Linked DNA regions of Zea mays: all the other regions are linked to region 1. Evidence: chromatin contacts called from public Hi-C data. All regions are on one chromosome and are shown on one strand. Each heading gives the region's core, a stretch centred on a gene start, on an enhancer-like site or on the middle of the called end of the contact. The rest is flanking DNA. Distances are from core to core; before and after follow the strand shown. Region 1 holds the start of LOC100383024 (Diacylglycerol kinase 2). Region 2 holds the start of LOC100191178. Region 3 has its middle 53 kb from the start of LOC103641005.

Evidence for each region. A called contact is a pair of places that touch in the nucleus more often than the background predicts.
Region 2: a Hi-C map of tassel shows a contact between it and region 1, with 2.4 times the contacts expected there. The contact joins the promoter of LOC100191178 here to the promoter of LOC100383024 in region 1. A contact is called at or near these places in 2 of 25 Hi-C or Micro-C datasets (ear and tassel).
Region 3: a Hi-C map of leaf shows a contact between it and region 1, with 4 times the contacts expected there. The contact joins the enhancer-like site here to the promoter of LOC100383024 in region 1. A contact is called at or near these places in 2 of 25 Hi-C or Micro-C datasets (leaf and tassel).

What each region holds. Positions count from the first base shown.
Region 1 is chr10:33,584,049-33,586,748 of Zm-B73-REFERENCE-NAM-5.0, reverse strand. It overlaps LOC100383024 (Diacylglycerol kinase 2), which reads left to right and starts at 1,402. Exons shown (of 8, transcript NM_001175703.1): 1 at 1,402-1,533; 2 at 2,118-2,700. The coding sequence starts at 2,155.
Region 2 is chr10:33,935,916-33,938,651 of Zm-B73-REFERENCE-NAM-5.0, reverse strand. It overlaps LOC100191178, which reads right to left and starts at 1,460. Exons shown (of 5, transcript NM_001136613.1): 1 at 1,026-1,460. The coding sequence starts at 1,305.
Region 3 is chr10:34,040,958-34,043,657 of Zm-B73-REFERENCE-NAM-5.0, reverse strand. No RefSeq gene overlaps it. Among protein-coding and RNA genes, the nearest start is that of LOC103641005, 53 kb to the right of the region's middle. Within about 2 kb of position 1,372, at least 18 of the 20 cell types and tissues checked have an H3K27ac peak or open chromatin away from gene starts, as enhancers often do. A contact at or near this core is called in leaf and tassel, where this site is marked.

The DNA.
Region 1 (2,700 bases), core at 153-2,652:
TAGAAGCACTCAGACCCTTATATTTTAATAAGCACTCTCTCTCTCTATTGTTACTTTAACATATCAATGTAAATTAAGTTATTGTAACTCTTTCCGCTTTTACTCTGATGAAGTGTAATGTATGTGAAATGAAATATGCGCTCTCGGGTGATGTTGAGGAAGATACAAGAACCATGCCCTGTCAAGCTGTTGGGTGCATCTGCATGGCTGTCTAAAGTCCTTGGGACGAGGACAGGTGTAGATGGGCCTAATATCTTTGGAGATTCCATCACAGCTGGTATCGAAGCGGTGCCCATTTCTTAGGACATTACTTATTATTTCAAATGGTTTTAAACTACTTACCTCAAAATATTTTTTCATTCTTACCTTGATCCATTCTTGTAGCAACTTACCTTCTAGGAAGTTGGATGGAAGAGTGCATACTAATAGGCTATATTAAAGAAGTATGGGCTCAACAAGCAGTTGATTCCCATGATCGTAGGATCATGCATGCATCATGTTTAAATCATACTAAGTATCTTTGACCCTAGTTGTAGTGAAATGGCACGCACAAAGACCACACTCCGGAAAGAAACTGGACCTCAGGGTGTGCCTCGTCATCAGTTGGCTCCTCGCCATGAAGGGAGCAGCAGTGGGAGTAACGATCCCATAGGAGACTTGGAGGCTAGAGTCGAGTGTATAACTGCAGAACTGTGACATGGAGGCAGGGAGCGAGCATGTGGTAGCCACCACATCGCTGAGCTGTCAGGAGAAGTGGAACACCTACAACGGGAGTTGGTCGAGTGTGATGAGGCTATAGATTGGGCTCTGAACTCACGATTCGTAGCATGGGATTGTGAGACAATCGCTCGAGCCCATGTGGAAGAGCTGAGTCTGGCTCTGAAAAATCTGTAAGTGTACAATAACATTCTGCACGAAGAAGTGCATGTGTTGTATGACTAGCTGTATCCATACATACCACAAGAAGTCACCGAGATGGGTGCAGGCGCAGCTAAAGCCAGTGGAGGAGGACCTTATGGAGCGTTGGATATCTTTAGAGTTCATTCTTCTATGAATATCGTGGAAGATCCCTCTGCTAAAGTTGGTGGTAGATTTGGAGCGACAAAAGATGCCGAGGACAAGAGTAGTATAATAATAACATGATAACGTGATAGTGTATCACTAATAGACTGGAACGGAGTCTAACCAACTCGGCTAGACTTGCTGTTTGAATGAAACATAAAAGTTGGTTTGGTTCGAGCTGGTTCAGATTTTTAAATCTCTCTAAGCCAAGTCTAAGCGAGACCGAGTTTTTTTTCAGCGTTTGGTACCCTCTGCCCCTGAGGCCGGATCCTCCCATCTAGCTTTCCTTTTTAAACGCACGCCACGACGCCGATCGGCCCCCACCCACGACGATCTTCGAATTCTCCTCCTCTTTTCCTTCCTCTTCTGCAGCGCCAGCGCCAGCGCCGACCGAACCCAACGCCAACGGCACGGCAAGCCAAGCGAAGCGGAGCAAGGGTTTGCTCGCCCCACACCCGTCCCGCGGCCGAGGTGAGCTCTCGCGATCCTACCGAATCTGTTGCGTGTACCGGCCTACCTGGGTGGGAATCGGCTGGGGGTTGTGTTGAAATGAATCCTTGGGGAACGGGCGGGGAATGCGGGATCCCGTGCGTGCGCGGATCCAGGCCCTGCCGCCGAGCTGCTTAGCGACCGCGTTGGCTCGCTGTTTCTGTTAGGATTCGGTTCGGTTTGTGTTGCCGTGTTCCTATTCTGTTGGTCGACCGATGATGATTCCGTGCAATCCGATGCTGGATTCCTACGCTGCAATCGGAGGAAAGAATTGATTTCCGTCTGGGAGGTTCGTCTTCGGAGGCTGGATTTGTTCCTGGTTTGAGGCGTGAGCCCTGGGGGAATGTGATGAATCGGAAGGGCTTGCTTTCCATTTAAACATGCCTTTCTTTCGTCTCCAGATCAGGAGAAATAGTCGATCCCCGTGGTTGCGTAGGGTGCCGCTACCGCAGCATGCACTGCAGCTCTAGTCTAGGATGGTACTTCTGTTTGCCAGCGGTGCGATATTCTTGCGATAGCCTGACAAACTGGCGACTCACGGGTCGTTGTTCTTGCTGTTGCTGCAGGCTCTGCTTCTCATCGTGACAAGCCTGGCGAACTGCCATGGACCTGGTGGGATCCTTGCTCCTGAGCATGGCACGTCTGCTTGACCCATCCGGTCTCCACTTCGTGGGCTGGCTCGTCACCGCGGGCTCCATTGGTCTTGCCGCACTCATCTACGCTCTCCTCAGGCTGCAGCGTGAGGCGGCGTTGTACTGGACCAAGGCGACCAGGGAGAAGCGTGCCGCATGGAGGAGATTGCGGTGCCCTAGCTCCTGCCACTCGTGGTCTGAGGACTACTTCCACGGTGGCCAGCCATCGACATGCTGCGTTTGCCTGTCGTCCCTTGGCTCCACGCAGGGCGTCGACATGGTTCACCGCTGCTCTGTTTGCGGCGTGGCTGCACACTCAAACTGCTCTCCCCGTGCAGAGAAGGATTGCAAGTGCGTTGCACAGGCTGGCGCTTCGCCCTTGCTGCATCACTGGTCTGAGAGGTGGGTGGAGCTGGATGACAACCCGGAGATATCCTCCTCCTGTTACTACTGTGATGAGCCGTGCGGTGTGCCTTTCCTTGGAGTCTCTCCTATATGGCGTTGCCTGTGGTGCCAG
Region 2 (2,736 bases), core at 211-2,710, 350 kb before region 1:
GGTCGTTTTCAAAATTTAAATTTAAATTTTTAAAAATTCAGACGTAGTTTTCGTTGACAAGATGACTTCAAATGAAAACGTTGCCAACTACAAAATTCTATAACTTCTCAAGATCTACAAAGTTTATTTTGGTTGTTTGGTCATTTGTTCGTATCACATGATGGTTCTAACATTATTCACAAATCTTGTACATGTCTTTTGTAGTTTCATAAACTACGAGAGATATAGGTTTAATGAAACAAATTTTCTTTTATTTTGTCATATGAAGAAATGATCAAAATATAAAGTGTACATCTTGATGAGTTATACAAATTTGTAGTTGAAAACTTTTTTATTTGAATTAATTTACTGCTTTAAAATGTGATTTTTAAATTGTCTTTAACTAGTGTTAAAAAACACTCGGCAAAAAAACACTTTACCTAATGTCCAAAATAAAACACTTGCCAAAAAACTATTTGCCGAGTGTCAAAAAAACACTCAGCAAATAAACTCTTTGCCCCAAGTCAAAAACACACTCGGCAAAGAAACTCTTCGCCGGAAAAAACACTCGACAAATCATTTGATATTCGGCAAAGAGCTGAATTCCGGTAGTGGTAGTTGTTTTTATCTAGAGACTATCTGACCATTTATTTACAAATACGACTCCGGCCCTACATGTGTATGTGTCCCTATTAATTAGAAAATATAAATTTGATTCTTTTACTTTGTAGTGTCTTGGATCTGTGAAGTCCAATGTACTATAGTATTACATAAACATCCCTACATACGAAAATAACAATCAAGATATATACACGTATGGAAGCCATATATACATGTGATGCATGAAAAAAAGTGATGTCGTTGCTACATATAATCTTACAGTGACACACTAAACATAAAAAGCAATATATGGTTTAGGATTTGAACAGCCAGAGTGCAGTTTCATTAGCATTTGTAAAGAATATCCATATCCATGACAAAAAAAGAAAACATGCGCATGCATATAGATATATAAATGCATGTAGTAAATATATATATGTGTATACCGACTAAATCGGCAAGGTTGTAGCCATTCGTGAACCGTCCTGAGACGGCGCCGGCGGTGCCAGCATGGAAGTCGATGCCGTACGGAGATGCAGCACGGGGTGCAGGCGGCGGCAGGAAGTTATTGTTTCCGACATCGACCAGCGAATCACCGAACACAAACATCAACGGGACTGACAAGCGCTTCTGCTCAACGTCAGTTTCAGCGGCACCCAAGGACGAGCGGCTAGCGATGCACACGAGGAGTACCAGAGAAATGACCGCTCTATCATTAGTACCCATGGCTTTACTGGGCGGGTTAATCAAACGAAGATGATGGAGTATATCTTAGATGTTTTCTTTTTTTTCCCTCGCTCGCTCTAAACACACATAGCTAGTAGCTTGTTGCTGCTGCCAAGGGACGGATGCTTTCTGAGTTGGAGCTCTGTTTGTTGGCTTTGGAGTTTGGAGTGAGGAGGGATGCTTGAAGCCTGGTGGTATTTATAGTGTTAGATCCAACGTGATACACGCTGCTTCACGTACAGTGACGCGATTATTGGAATGTATTACTGTGTTCAATTCGGTGCGGGTAGGTAGGTAGCTAGACGCTTCTTTCTCCACATGACATTCGTACTGAACATGGTGGTTGGGAGTACGTGACAATTAAGATAACACAACCACGTAGGTGTCTTTGGGTTCACGAAATATAACGTAAATGATAATGATAATGATTCATACTTGAATACCGGTGATAACAAATTTAAATAAGGCGGTATCCATTTTATAGTGTACTATCGATTACGGTTAACTTAAACAAATATGATTTAACGTTATCGGTTACCCATTACGTTACCAATATGTGAACCAAACAGCACAATATTTTCAAAAAAAAATAGCAACGTGCACAAAGCAGGGAACGGCCACCGTGGAATATAATTATTCTACTTTCTACGTGTATCTTTGTCAACGTCAAATCTATATCGTCACTGCAACTGACCAGCCCCTCCCCAAAACAATAAAACAGGAAATGTACGACGACTTTGTAAGAAACCGTCGACAGTTATGTTATATCCGACGGTACCTAGTAGCCGTCGAAAGTAACAGTTAAGTCCTACGGCCCTAGTGACAGCCGTCGGATATGTAAGAAAAATGGACCTCACCCATTTGACTAATTGATTTTGATGTTTGATTATCAACATAGCCCGTGAACTAATGTGATTGATAGTGTTTGTGTTTGTAGTATGATGCTAAAACGACTTGGACTAAGGCATTGAGGAAGCAAAACCTCAAAGGAAGACATTAAGAAGACCATATGTGAAGATCAACGAGTATCAAGCAAAGTCCAAGACAAGAAGAAAGTGTTGCCACTGGCGGACCGTCCAGCCCAGAGCACCGGACTGTCCGGTGGCACCCCAGACTGTCCGGTGCCACACTGCCGGACTGTCCAGTGCATCAGGGAACAGTAGCCTAATGACTAGTTCCTGGTGACAATATGGAGGAGAGCCACCGAACTGTCCAGTGTGACACCGGACTGTCCGGTGCAAGGCTGACAGCGCCAATGGTCACCTGCTAGATCCAACGGCTATTGGTGCACCAGACAGGGCATCGGACTATCCGGTGTGCCGCAGAGAGCAACAACTTTTCTCCAATGGCTATATTTGAGTTGGGGTCTATATATACTTCACCCAACCAGCCATTTGAAGGTGTGGGAGCCCAATCAATATACCAACACAT
Region 3 (2,700 bases), core at 123-2,622, 460 kb before region 1:
TAATGGTTCTAGAATTTTTGAAACCTTTGGAATTTAGTAGGGCATTTTCTCTTCATAATCAATTGATAATACTAAATTAGTTAAATGACCAATAAATAGATAAAGAAAGGTTGATCTCTTGATGATAATTTTTGGTGATATATTTTATGGAAAACATAAACTTGATCTCCAATTTTAAATAAAACATAAGATAGAAAATGAGAAAGAGAATTTTAATGAAACCATTTATTCCTCCCCTAAATAAATAACAAGGAAAATAATAAATAATAATATTGAAAATAGTAGAGGTTATATTCGCCTTAGTTTTAATCTTGGCACCTGGGAAATTCGAAGTTCAAAACATGAGTTTGGTTTGAAATTGAAATAGGAAAAGTAAAATCAGAAAAAAAGAAAACACTAAAGCCATCATGGGCCGACTACCCTCCCTAGCGGCCCAATACTATCCTATCACTCTTGCCTGGCCCGCCTGGCTCTCCCACGTTGCGTGCGCTCTGAGTCACCGGCCAAGTGGGCCCGCATCGCCAGCCTCCTTGCTCGCGCGCGTGCTTGCTCCGTCTCACTACCATGTGGGCCCGTCATGTCAATACCTCCCTTCAACCTCCGGCACTGGACCTGCCGCACGGATTCCACTGGGGGCGCATGCCTCGCAACAACCTAAGTGCTCCTCTGCCCTATTAAAACCCGGCTGAGACCCCCCTTCCTCATCCTCTCAGATCGTTGTGCCGAGAGCCACTTCGTTGCTGAAAGCAGAGACAAACGGGCCCCCGCCACCATAGATCCACCGCGAGTGAACTCAAGGAGAAGTGGAGTATTGACCTTGTAGTGGACATGAACGCGATCAACAGGGTCTTACAAACCTGTCTGGCGTGTCGTCAAGCTAAGGGTTGGGTAGTGGCGGCGGGACTCCTCGTCGAACGTCCCCTACCATCGCGCTTCTGCCTTGCGCCGTGTCCTAGGTGCCTGGTCGTATAATTCGCGGTAAGAGCACCCCTCTCAGTTTCGTATTGCCTTCAATTTGGTTTTGCACCTTACAGGGGCTAGCATCGCGCTCGGGGGTGAGTTCTGGTGTGGAGCGGCAATGGCGCTGCCGCGGTGAGTAGAGCACCATCGTCGCCGGCGTATTCTAGGGGGGAGATCACCATGGACCGACGATCTAACAAGCAACGGTTTGGATTAGATTACGAATAATGGTTCGTGCTGGGCGATCCGATGCGTCCAAACGCAATCGGGCGGTCGAGATTAGAGGTTGGGTACCCAGTCGTCCGATGACTTATGCACCATTGATTTTGGATCGGTCGGTCATATGTCATGCGTCAGTATTTAAAAATCCCCACCGTTGATCACCAATCTGACGATCGCCTTTGGGTACCGGTTCGAGTAGGTGCTCGATTTAATCTATGTCGTTCATATCCGATCGCACGACCAGGAATAGACGGTACCTCATCAGCCGGGTAGTTTCACAAAAGGGACATTGTACTTTCTGGTAACTAACCTGCCATCCACGCTAGTGTTAGGAATCCTTCAGATCAGTCCTTGCATTTTTCATAAAAGCCCCTGATCATCTTCATAATTGCGCCCAGGTCCTGAAATCCTTAATAATGATAGAATTAAAACCTAGAATTTAATAAATCCATATCTCCTTCATTTTAACCCCGATTTGGTCCATTCAAATTGCGTTAGCTTTGCAATAATATTGCCTACGTTTCGGTAACCTTACTTTATCAAATAACAGGGGTTCAAAAATAAATATTCATTCAACCTATGCTCAAGGGATTAAATCTAATAAACAAAGTTAATATATCCATAATAATAGTGGGACTAAAATATAACCTCTAGTCGAATTATAAAATAGATTAAAGATAAATTATTGATTTATTTGTCATTTCGAACTTATATTAAACAATAAAGAATAAAGTATTTACTGTTTAACTACCTAGATCTCGAGAATATTATATCCTTTTAATCATAACTCCGGTTTAACCGTTCTCGAACCCACAATCTCGTAGCGACGCGTAGATTATTATTATGCATTTTGTGCTTATGTTTGGTGTGATGTTAATTTTGCCTATACCATGTTTGTTTGTATTGCTACGTATAGCAGTGAGGTCACGAGAATCTGAAGAGCATCATGGTACCTGGAATCTTGAGTCTCAAGCAAGTTGTGCCCTTGATCACTTTTATTTACCCTATAATGTTCTCTATAATCATTTTGGCATGCGTAGGCTTAATTTTGATGGGACCCAATAGGTCACCCTAGTTTGGTTATCTTTACATCTTGTTTACCCTTGAACTTTTGGGTAGTCTTTGCTATTGCTATATATGGTTTTAGGTGTTGAGATATCTATTACATATGGTCATTCTTTATTATTATTGTTCTATTTCTGTCCATGATAAGACCATTATGTTAATTGGAACATCGAGCTTAACTTGAGAAACACGTGCCACCACAAGGGTGGAATGGGACGCCCTTGGCTGACTAATTAAGAAAGCTAGTGGAGGAATACCTTACCCGAAAGGGGCAAGGGCAGTAGGGGAGTAGGCGTGTAGGGAGGTTCCCGGGTTGATTTAGCTGCGATGGCGGTCAGACGGGGGATTCCTGCATTGCTCTTCCTAGAAACTGTAGCGGGTTTTCTGAAGCTAGTGGAACTTTGTAAAGGCCTCGTAGTGTTACCCTGCCTCGTCTCCTCGGTAGAGGTGAAT